Linked DNA regions of Rattus norvegicus: region 1 is linked to region 2. The links are chromatin contacts, called in public Hi-C maps. All regions are on one chromosome and are shown on one strand. Each heading gives the region's core, a stretch centred on a gene start, on an enhancer-like site or on the middle of the called end of the contact. The rest is flanking DNA. Distances are from core to core; before and after follow the strand shown.

Region 1 (5,832 bases), core at 1,220-3,719, 330 kb before region 2:
TGTGATGTACCTGTCGGGTTCACACAATAATTCTTAGTCACTAGACTATGCTTATATAGAAACTACTTCCTTTAGTCATTGAACCGGTAAAATGTTTTAGGAGAAAGAAAGAAAAAAGAAAGAAAGAGAGAGAGAGAGAGAGAGAGAGAGAGAGAGAGAGGGGGGGGGGAGAGGGAGGGAGGGAGGGAAGGAAGGAAGGAAGGAAGACACACTGAACAATTTCATTTACAAAAGCATCCCAAAGAGGTACAATTAATTGACGAAGGTCACTTGAGCAAACTTTATGGTAACAAAAGGCATAGACCTAGAACCAAGACAGTTTTCTCTATCCTTCATGGTGATTTTTATTGATGTGAAATCAAAATCATCGAGTCTCTAGGTCCCATATTTTTTTCCGGAGGGGGGGGGATGTACTTTCGATTTTGCAATGAACTTGTACACTGAGGTAAGTTTCAAGAAACATAAAATGCACCCAAAGGCAGGCAATGCTTTAGAAGTCAGCTCCCGCATAAAGAACACGTGGAGTAATCTGCACCTGAAAAAAAAAAGAAAAAAGACACTGGCAGAACTCCCAGCCTGGTACCTCATTCACCTACAGGAGAGTGGGGGAGGAGAACCAGAGGGAGGCAGGGAGAGTGAAGAGATTGAGTGCAGAGAGAAGGGGTGGTGGGGGTGAGTGGAAAGGGAGAGCGGATAAAGAGAGAGGAAACCAGAGGAGAGAGGAGAGAGAGAAAGAGATAAAGGCATGCTCCTACCCAGGAGAGAGGTACCCTTTGTCTGACAAACCCTGCAAGGGAAGCCTCCCTTAGCCGCCCCGCGCTTCCCATCTCCAAGATTCTGCGGAGCGGCTAGGTGGAGCCCGCGCCCGCGGAGCCCTCGCGGACTCCAGATCCGGGTTTTGCTAGCCGCCCCTTTCCCGGCCTGGAGCCCCCCTCCCCGGTCCTGGGAGCCCTCCTGCCCGTCACCCCGCCGGTGGCTCACTCCGGCCTCGGCTGCCTTGGCCGCTGTGCGCACGCTGCCTGTCTGCGGGCGCGATCGCCCCCTCCGCTCGCTCGGCCCGCTGCGCTCGCTCCAGTTCCCAGGAGCGGAGATGCAGATGGCACGGCAGGGCCGGGAGGGCGAAGCCGCCACCGCTACCTCTGCCGCCGCCGCCGCCGCCGCCGCCGCTGGCATCTCGCGGACTGCGCGCTGCCTCCGCTCCCGCAGCTGCTGCTGCTGCTGCCGCCGCCACCGCCTGTGACTCGCCCCCCCTCCCCTTTCTTTCTTCTCTCTCTTTTATTTATTTATTTATTTCCTTGGCCTCGGTCCTCTTCCTCCGGGTGTGCGCGCTCGGGCTCCACGGTGTGCTGTGGCAGGAGCTCGCCCGTGTGTGTGTGCGCGCGGGGAAGAGCGTGTGCGTGTCTGGAGGGCGCCCCGAGCCCCAGTGGCTCCGGTGGGGGAGTCAAGAAGAGGAAAAAAAAATAAAATAAAAAAAAAAAAAAGAGGACTGAAGCCGGCGGCCGAGGAGGTTGGCAGTGGCGGCGTCGGCTCGGAGCCCGGGCTGGGCGATGAAGCTCCCGTATGCCCGAAGCTACCCGGCACGGCCGGCGAGCTGATCCGCGACCACCGAAGCTCGGGGCTCGCCACCCGCGGCAGGCACGCAGCCCTCGGCGGCCCGGCGCCCGCTCTGCCGGCGCGTCCACGCCGTACACCCGGCAAGGAGTTTGCGCGGCTCGCGCCTGGGCTCTCGGAGCGGGTTGCGGGCGGCAGAGCGGACCCTCTACTGCCGGAGCACCTCGGGGGCAGCAGGAGGAGGACGGCGAGGAGGGCTGGGCGGAGAAGCTACTACTGGTCCTCGCGGCTGCCCCTACCTATCCCCTCCCTCCCGCTCGGAGGCGGAAAGGGGAGGACGAGGAAGAAGAAGAAAAAGAAAGAGAAGGGGGGTGGGGTGGGAGAACTGGATATAAAGATCGGCTGCGGGGGGGGGATGGTGGAAGATTTTTGGTCTCCTCAGCAGCGGCTTTTCTTGCGGCGGCGGCGGCGGCGGCGGCTGCAGGAGGAGGGAAAGCAGCTCTAGCTATGACTGCCGCATGTTAATAGCTCCCGCTTGGGTCCACCGGCTGCAGCGAGAGACACAGCCTGACTCCGAAGTTGTGCAACTGTGCCCTGAGAGAGACATTTGAACCCTCCTTCTCTTTGCTCCGCTTTTGCCCCCTGGGGCGTGTGAAGCGAGGAAACGTACAGGAAGACTTGCTTTGGCTTTCCCGGCTTCCCCTTTCTCCATGGCTGTGTAGAAGAAGAAAGGAAAAGAGACACTTTTTGTTGTTTCTTTGACTGGGGTCTCCACCCTCCTGTCGTCTCTGCGTTTTGATTATCATTCGTTGCTTGGTGTGACTGGGGTATCTACAGTGGGACAGGTCCATCTTTTTTTCTGTTTTCTTTTTCTTTCTTTCTTCTTCTTTTTTTTATTTCTTCTTCTTCTTCTTCTTTTTTTTTTTTTTTTTTTGCCCCGGGGCTCAATGGATGGATTGTGGAAAACTGCACCGGGTTGCAGGTTGTTGAGCAACTGATGGGACCATCTCAGGGACCAGCGGTTACGAAAGGTAATTTATTCCTTGCACTCTTCATAATTGTGGTCGCCCTGGTCGGGCGCAGGCGGAGGCATCCGATGGGCGGGCAACCGAGGGGGTGCGGGGTTCACGTACACTCACCCTTCCACTCACACATTCGCCTTCGCACACTCGCCCTCATGCGCACACTCATCTGATCGTGATGCGGGGCGGGAAGGGAGCCTCCTGGCTGGTGGGCGCTGGGGTTTGGCATGGGTTCGAGGTTCTATCAGCTACTGGGCGACCCGGTGACACAGGGAGATGTAGAGGAGAGGAGAACCCGCGTTCTGTCAGTCGCGCAAGCTGGGTGACAGGGACGAATCCCACCCCGCGCATTTTCCCTCCCCTGTCACCCCAATGCTGTCCTTTGGTCGGGGCAGAAGCAGCCGAGGGGGCGCCTTTCCTCAGCTAGGCTGGAGCAACACTGGACGTGGGAACGGGTTGGAGGATGAACAGGGACCGGGTGAGGAGCGCAGTTCGGGGGTGATGGCGAATGTGGGGTGGTGAGCCTGGCATGATCCTCCCTGGACGCCTGCCTTAGAGCATCCAAGGTGGCTGAGATTGTCCAGGTCGTGCCCCTGAGAAGTGGAACCGTGTTGCCTCCAGACATCTCTCATAGCCGGGCAGTTTTATTTAGACCGGAGTGCCTAGGCTTTGTTGAGCGATTTTAGCTGGAGAAAGCTGTCACTTTCGTGGGTGTCACGGGGTTGAGCTGTGCCGGGAGAGAGCACCCAGTGTAGAAAGGATGTTCAATGGGGTCGGGCGGCCGCAGCGCCAGGGTGCGGTGGGCAGAGCAGTGGTGGCCCTGGTGGCGGGTTACAGGTAGGCGAGCTGGCACCTGGGTGCTTCTCTTGGGAGATGGACAGTCTCTGGGCTGAAGTGAAGCGCAAGGACCAGCACTAGACAGCCTCTAGTCCCTGCCGAGAGGAGGCTGCTGAGCATGCCAGACGTCCAGCAGTGCAGCCCTGTGTTTGTAGGGGAAGCTGGCCAGTGGTCCGCGAGCGTGTTATCTGAGTGTCTAGGATCCTGCGCGTTTAGGGTGGCGGGGAGACCTGTGCAGGGATAGGGGAGCTCTTTGAGAGAAGCTTGTTCATAGAAATCGCTTGGGATCTGCTTAGCTGGAAAATCTGGTTTGAGGAGGCCCCAAGGGCCCCCAGTGGGGTTGTGAGGAAGCTGGCGGCAGGTTCCCTCTCCCCTGGAGATCTATGCAATGTTTGGAGTCGCTGGTGCAGCGCTCCACGTATCCCAAATTGGCCTTGATTGGACCTGCTAGAGCAGTCACCTCTCGCAGATTTGCGGTAATCAAGTGTAGCCCGCAGAAACCTTGGTCTCTGGAATGATCTGGCCACATTCTTCGCCCGAATAGAAACGTGTGTTGCTTTTATCGATAGCCAGTGAGTTGGGCAAACTGGAGGCTTGGGAGCCACCTCCCAAGTGTCTCCTCCCTGAGGCTCCCATGGCCCCTGACTGCAGTAGTTAGAGAGAGAACATTGTAAACAACAGTGTAAGCATCTTTGCCACTGTCTTCCTCAGAGCTGAACCTGCTGGTGTCTGTTGTGTTTACTTTCCTGGGTGGATTACTCATTAGGAAGTGTAAGGGCTGCTTGCACCTCTGATTTTATATCCTTGCAGCCAGCTGCCAGAGAAAGAAGACACATAGACTCTGGCGGAAGGGGAAAAAAATGCCTTCTGTGTTTTGCTCTGAAGTAAATAGGAGGTCTGCTAATTTTAGTGTCATATGGTCTTGTCATCGCTAGTTAGAGAATGGTGTCGTAGAATCTGCAAGGGATCACTTTAGTGATTTTTTTTTTTTTTGCATTTGGAAAGTCAGCTGCATTTGTCTATGAGATAACAGAGGTTAGGAAGCTCCCTAATTCATTTTTCAGTCTATAATGTACTAAGTGGTCAGCAGTTCTCGCACTCAATTTGTCTGTATGCGCACTACACGTAAAATTGCCAGTTGTTTTCCAGTGTCACCCAAAGAGGATCATTTGTGTAGGAAACAAGAGGATGTTTATGCTGAAATCCCTTCCTTCAGTTGTTTTGTTTTGTGTTTTTTCTCCTTTTAGCAGTGAAGGAACGCGTAACAGATGTACAGAGATAAACACTTCTTAATAAACTTATGCTTGCAAAGATAACTCTTGAAAAATACAATAAGTAAAATATATTGCAATACTTAGTTGTATATTACTTCTGACTACTTTGATGTCTGTGCAAAGTGGGTAGGTTCTAGTTAACTTAAAAACATGTTTTTGTAGAAGTGTCCTTTATTTTTAAGTGTACTTTTATTAAGGTTCTGACCATAAGACATAGGTTACAAAGGACAAGTACTGGATCATTCACTCATGCCTAATTTTGATTAAGTTATACTTTATAAAATATTTATAGGAGATATTATACATGACCATGACCATTATAAAAAAAAAACAACTTAGATTTATGATTTCGCCCCTAGAGTCTTGCTTCCTATGGTTTTTTTTTTTCTTCCTTTCTGGGGGGTTTCTGTGAAAGTTTCTGTACTTGCAAACATTTCTGAGGATGGTAGAATACTTCCTCTCTACTTTTAGCAGTTTGCAACCCAGTGATTTACAGTCTTTACCCTGGAAGATACCATCAGATCTGTTCTGTTTCCTAGCAGCGTGCGTTTCCTAGCAATCGTGCATTCCACAGGTCCTGATGTCTGTCAATGTATTGCGCTGTCTTTAACCAAAGGTGCACATGTCAAGAGCATTTGCATGCCATTCCTTAGCACTTGTCTCCACCAAACATCCAGTAATCTGTTCCTCTGGAGTCTGTGGTGTATGGCGGAGTGGGCTCCATTCACTTACCCAGAGTAGAGTACAAAGGTTTATGTGAACTATTTGATTTCTTGAGATGGAGATGATGGGCTATATCAGGGATCTTTGGCCAGAAGAGTGATAAGCCAGCCTGTGATTTATCAGCTTGGAAAATGCTTTTGCTGTCTCCGTTTCAGTAGCTCAGTATGAAGATCACGCCTCACATTGAAAACCCTGCTTAAAAATATGAATGGGAGGTCATTCTGAAATCGCTTTCTTAATATTCTCCATGCAGTTTGCAGATCCCGCCTCCCACACCCTTTGAGGGAATCATGGTCAGTGTGGGACTTACTGGCTCCAGCTATGGGGCCTGGCATTGATTCTAGTATCCAGCAACAGGCAACATTTTTATGGACTTGATTTACCTTCGATTCATAAGAGCTAGAGCCTAAAATTCATAAGTAGTA
Region 2 (6,239 bases), core at 32-2,531:
TTTGCTCTGTTGGTGAATGGGAGATTATACAACTGTTGCCTCAAGAAGGGAAAGAGAACACTGTGTGTAAAATCATTTTAATAAGGATTAATGAGAATAATTCTGAGCAGGGGTATTGGTGCAGAACGAGAGCTTAGTCATACTTGAGGATTATGAATTTCATCACATATTGTTCTACGTAAGGATAAATGAGTTTATATAACACACTTAGCACTGTGCTTGGTCCCAAGTAAGCACTTAGCTGGGGTAGCTACTTAATTATTGCTGTCAACACCGCCAATATCCCCAGCCCTTGCCGCCCCCTCACCCCATCGCATTCCAGCCTTTGTGGTCTGAGCAGTCAATGAACTGATTTATTTGCAGAGAGATGACTCAGTGCTTATAAACTGTATTTCCATCCCTGTTCACTTTTGTCTGGTGAGTCGGATGGCTTTATTCGGTTGTCCGTCATCTGCCAGTGGGAGCTGCCTTTGTTTGTGGCCTTGGTGGATAGTTAAATAAAAATTAGGGAAATGGAAAAGTTTAAAAATAAAAGCTTGGATTGCACCCACCGTACCACTGAGTATGATTAGGCTGAATTTGGCTCGTACGTGTTCGCTAATAGTCAGCGAGTCTGACACACTGGCAGTCGCTCTCCCCAGCACACATGTTCATGCTTTATAATATTTTGCACTTAGAGTGTTGACATATTTGTTGTGTGTTACTTTGTTTCCTGCCAGTGCCATAGAGAGGAAAGTGTTACTCAAAATGTAGGAAACAAGAAAATCAAGAATAAAATATTTGTACCTATGTGCCTTATTTGTTTGCATTCTTGTCAGGGTGAACATTTTTTTGTCTGGTGTCATATATGAATATATATGAGTATATTACACATATATAATCTTATAAGACAAAAAATTTACTTTGTGAGCTAGTAATATGGCTTACCAGGAAAACCGATCTTTATGTACAAATGAGGAGACTTCATTTTGATAGCTGGTGACCTGAGCTTGACCCACCTAAAAAGGCAGCAGAGAGCTGCTCGACAGAGTTGCCATGTGATCTCGACTCTCAGGTTGCGGTATATGGAGGTGCCCACAATACAATAGCGTAAATAAAATTCTAGAAGCAATATTGAACAATCGAATCTGACACCTGATACTCCCTGAATGTCCCTTTTCTTTAATAATGGCCATGTCGTCAGGGCATTTTCTTCTTTGCTTTTGATCTGTAGCCACCCTCTGCTGAGTCATATGATGAGATTCTGGTAGCAACATTTCCAGAAGCGCTTACTGACTCACTGCCTACGAAGGAAGCCGTTCCAATGTTGTTAGTCCCCACGTAACCAGGCAGCATGAGGAAACCTTCCCAGCCTCTTCCATGAGTCCTATCATGGTACCGAACTAGAACACTCCCATTAGTCACTTGAGTGAAACACAGTAGAAAGAGAAACCCGGGAACAATGCTGGGTTGCACCTTTTGTCAGTTTTTAAACTCGGAGTTACTAACTCGCTGGATTTATGCAATTAAGAACAAATTCACGAGATAACTCATGCTGGCCACAATGGCTAATGAAGCACACCTCTCCACTTTGGAAAGTAATGCTTGAATACAAGACATTTTTTCTGACAGGAAAAAAAAAAGCTCATTTCTGTTCATCTGTCATCACTTTAAAGTGCTATTTTAAAATAATTCAAAAGGCTGGATTCTATTCCTCATCCTATGACACAAGAACACTGTTGAGAAAACAGCATGTGTTCTGGAGGAGGACAGACCTTTAATTCATCAAGATGTAACTATTCATATTGTGTCTCCTTCCTAATCTCGTTCCAGCTCTAGACATGTTACCAGTAACAGGTTTCCTAACCTGTCTTATTTTCCACAGGAATTAATGTATGTAACGTACTGATTTAAAACAACAAACAAACAAAATTCAAATGGCTAAGGAAGTAGAGGAGAGAGGAGAGAGGTGAGAGCAGAGAGGAGAGAAGAGAGTGGGGAAAGAGGAGAGAGGAGAGGGGGGAGAAGAGAGTGGGGGAAGAGGAGAGAGGAGAGAGGTGAGAGCAGAGAGGAGAGAAGAGAGTGGGGAAAGGAGAGAGGAGAGGGGGGAGAAGAGAGTGGGGGAAGAGGAGAGAGGAGAGAGGAGAGTGGGGAGAAGAGAGTGGGGAAAGAGGAGAGAGGAGAGGGGGATAGCAGAGAGGAGAGAAGAGAGTGGGGAGAGGAGAGAGGAGAGTGGGGAGAAGAGAGTAGAGAGAGGAGAGAGGTCAGAGCAGAGAGCAGAGAGAAAAGAGGAGAGAGGAGAGTGGGGAGAGAGGAGAGAGGAGAGAGGAGAGAGGAGAGAGGAGAGAGGAGAGAGGAGAGAGGAGAGGGGGAAGAGACGAGAGAGGGAACATCTCTTCATCAGTTTGACCTACTAACTTCATTTGTCATCTTGAATAGAAGCCATATTCTCCTGAAGGAATATTAGCCATCATTTTAGAGAACAAGTATTCTCCGCATATTTTTCTCTTCCTCATGAAACACAGTTTTCCAAATCTGCCTCATAAATATTTGTAAGTTACTACCAAGAAATCTTAGGGAAAAATACTAACCCAAATTATTATTTTAGTTCTCAATGAAATTGAGTTCAGAAGTTGTCTTTAGCTCGAAGATCAACTTCAGTCACTCCTCAATAAATTTCTTTTTATTTTGTCATATCATGTAATTATTGTTGGCTAGTTTTGTCAAATCCATATTTTCCATCCTTATGTATAATTAAATATAACGTTCCAACTCAGCATAGGGTGCTTTGAAGTCATCTTAAAATTTATATTTAATGATGCACTGTTTTTGACACCACTGATTCTGTTATAAGAAAATTAATCTCGTTGAAGGGACAAAAAAAGTGGAATTGGAATAGAAATACCAGTCTGTAGGACTTGGATATATCAATTTGTGTTTAATGTCTCTGATGCTTTGGATTGAAGGGCCTATTAATGGAGATTAAGTATGTTATTCTCTAAAACAGCCTTCCTCTGTCATTTCCTTGTGCTTCCATGGATCTCCGGACTGTGTGTTCTAAGGATTTATGATTTCAAATTTGTGCCTGTGAGAAGTCTAAGGCTATTTTGATCTTAGGATGGGGCCATGCAAGAATTTGCTCAGATCTTAGCATCATGGGAGATTATTAACTTCTTAGGGCTGGTGGGCAGTTTAAACACAGAATTTATTACTCTCCAGCTCTGAAAATATGAGAGGAAGGTGTCTGGTGGATTCCTGCTCAAGCCTGGGAAGCCTCCAGCCTTCATTCTGTGGTGTTTTCTCTCTGTGTGTGCCCAGATTTTCCCTGTATGTGAACAAGTGGATCACACTACTGTTATCATTTTAACTGTTATACTCCCCAAAGACCTGTTTCTAAATAAGATCTCATTTTGAGGTAAGAGGGCTTAGGATTCGATATACATGTTTGAAGAATGAGGATTCAACATGTGGTAGGAAAGGTGTGGTTTTAATAAATATCTGAAATAATCTTTTTTTCACTTCTTATCTAGAAGGTACATAGATCTTTACTTGGCTCTTAATTTTATCTTCTGTTTAATATATATATATATATATATATATACATACACACACACACACACATATATATATATATATATATATATATATATATAAATTAATATATAAACCTGGCACTAGGGCATACTAAAGGTGATGTTATTTCTGATCTACATTCCACCACTTGTTTCTGGGTATTTTTTTCAGGTCCTAGGTATTGAACTTAGGGCCTTGCGAATGCAAAGCAGGTGACATAACTTCGAGCCTTATCACCAGACCTAAGTTATTCTCCATATAGACTTTGTATTGTTATTCGTTAAAAGAACTTGCACCTATTTGGGGGAGGGAGTAGCTTTTGGTCTAGCCTTGAGAGTGCTACTGCTTGTAAGAAAACTGACATAGTAGTAAAAGCTAAAATTATGAATTGAAGATGACAGCTATGTGAGAACATTTTCGTCAACTTGCCATTTTCATGTAGTAATTTAGCAATCTTCTACGATGTTTATTATCATTAAGAGTACTTATATGCTCATTTTACTGTTCACCATGTCTATTATGAAGGGAATATTTTCAGTGTTTTTTCTTTCAACAAAAATTTAATCTATTTGTTCTACTCAAATATGACATCACAACCTATGAGACATAGAACTACCCGTGTTGTGTCATCAATCACTTTCAACTTGAGACTCTGAGTTTAAGGATGGTATTAATCACTTCCGTCCTTCACTCTCCACATTTCATGATAAGGAAATAGATTTCTAAAGCAGGAAAGAAATTACCAAACACTGGGTAATTACTTGAAATTGCAGGACAAGAAGCTAGGTGTCATGGAATAAAAAATGGCTTTCATAAGCTTAAAGCACCCTGCAGCTGATCAACCCTAATTTTACAGATACAAGACTATAGGCATTGAGAAGGCAAATGGCTAGCTGAGGTTGTGAAGTTAGACAAGCACGATTACATTTAAAACATATTTATTTTGTGAGCATCCATGTATACATAAGGCAGGAGCCATTTTGAGGACAGAGGACAACTTGTAGTGTTGTTTCTGTCTTTGTACCCATGTGAGTGATATGGGGATTGAACTCAGTTCGTCAAGCTTGGCAGTAGGTATCTTTATTCACTAAACCAGTTCCCAGTCCTGAGATGCCTTTTTAATGATGCATATTACAATAATTCAGTAGAGGTAAATTCAGGGATGTTTTAGGGATTCCAATGAACCGGACATTTGTATGTCTCTAATATCACATTTACATTTAATCACTTGGACTATTAGAGAGGCGATTGGATGAACCTAATGGATGGGATGAATACTCTTATTAACAGAACACAGGGAGATGCCTTTCCCTTTCTAACACGTGAAGCCCACGGTACAGACTAGGAGCAAAGAAATTCTACTGGACACCACCTTTACCAACGCCTTTATCTTAAACCCTCCAGCCTCCAGAAAAATGTCATTATATGGCTCTTTATGAACCACGAATTCTTAGCATCTGACCAAGTTGACTTCAGTAAAATTATTAAGTATATATCCAAATTTCAAACTCCTCTTTCCCAAAACAACACTGGCGAGCCTAGCAAGTTAGCAAAAATCTTTGTTAAGAATATAGAATAGCGCTCACCATAGGGTCTGTGTTCCAAAGCCACACCTCAGTTCCCCCACTATCAGAATACCATACTAGTGGTTCTTAACTAGTAAAGGCTAAAGAGAACCTTTACTTTCCCACTATCCTCAGCAACCTAGGTCTTTTACTGTATTCACCAATGCCCATTGTACATCAGTTTTTCTTCCATCCTTCCTGCCTAACTGCCTTCCTTTCTTACTTCTTTTTGTTTCAAATCTCTTTCTGTTTATTTCTTTTGTGTCTGTGGACATTCACTGGGACGTGGCATGGCAGATGTATGGACACAACAGGGCAGCTAATAAGAGTATGTTCTTTCTTCATTATGTGAGTCCCAGGGATGGAACTTAAGGTTGTCAAGATTAGCAACAAATACTTTGACAGACTCAGCTATCTCATTGATGCCTTTTGTTTCTCTTGCCAAGGCACACAATCCAGTAATTCTGATTATTATTGAATGGCGATATTTCCAGTTGCAATGGTACCTTATATTTTCTTCATTCAATTTTCATTTATCTTTTAACATGATGATTATGTGATGTCTGTATTACCTAATGGCATTTAAAATATGTGTCTTTTCTCACTGTCTAATCTTACCTGGTTTTCAAGTTAATTTCTTTTTGTCTATCCCCACATAAAGTAACTATGCATTTTGAGGGCTACTCCAGCCTACATACTCCATTCTTTCCCTGTGTTCTTCTAATCCTCTTACTGCAATTGTATGAATACACAGAGCTTGAGTTGAATCTTTATTATTAATAGGCCCACATTCTTCTTTTTCTTTTCTTACCTCCAGGTGGTTCAGAGTCGACTGTACAGTGCTATACAAACAACCACTTGTAACTGAGAGCATTAAAGGCAGTGTCATAAGTACTTATGTTTATAGGCAAGGCTCTGAAATTTTAATTGTACTGATGTGTAAGGAGGGGTAGGCATTACAATATGGCTGTCTTCCTTTATTGCTCTCTTTTTTTTCCCCTCTGAGCAAAGATCACTGAGGCTGGCTTTCACGGTCTATACAGGCTGATCAATAACGCCTCATGATCCTTCTGTCTCTACCTCCTCCCCAGCACTAAAGTTAGAAATGTGTGACCACACACT

Evidence for each region. A called contact is a pair of places that touch in the nucleus more often than the background predicts.
Region 1: a contact with region 2 is called in a Hi-C map of prefrontal cortex, with 2.4 times the contacts expected there. The contact joins the promoter of Adgrl3 here to the enhancer-like site in region 2. A contact is called at or near these places in 2 of 12 Hi-C or Micro-C datasets (Schwann cells and prefrontal cortex) and 1 of 1 datasets of contacts at active chromatin or transcription factors (oligodendrocytes).

Annotation. Positions count from the first base shown.
Region 1 is chr14:27,454,741-27,460,572 of GRCr8, reverse strand. It overlaps Adgrl3 (adhesion G protein-coupled receptor L3), which reads left to right and starts at 2,469. Exons shown (of 28, transcript NM_130822.2): 1 at 2,469-2,582.
Region 2 is chr14:27,121,768-27,128,006 of GRCr8, reverse strand. The region is part of intron 5 of Adgrl3 (adhesion G protein-coupled receptor L3); the gene reads left to right. Among named protein-coding and RNA genes, the nearest start is that of Adgrl3, 330 kb to the left of the region's middle. Within about 2 kb of position 1,281, at least 26 of the 93 cell types and tissues checked have an H3K27ac peak or open chromatin away from gene starts, as enhancers often do. A contact at or near this core is called in Schwann cells and prefrontal cortex, where this site is marked.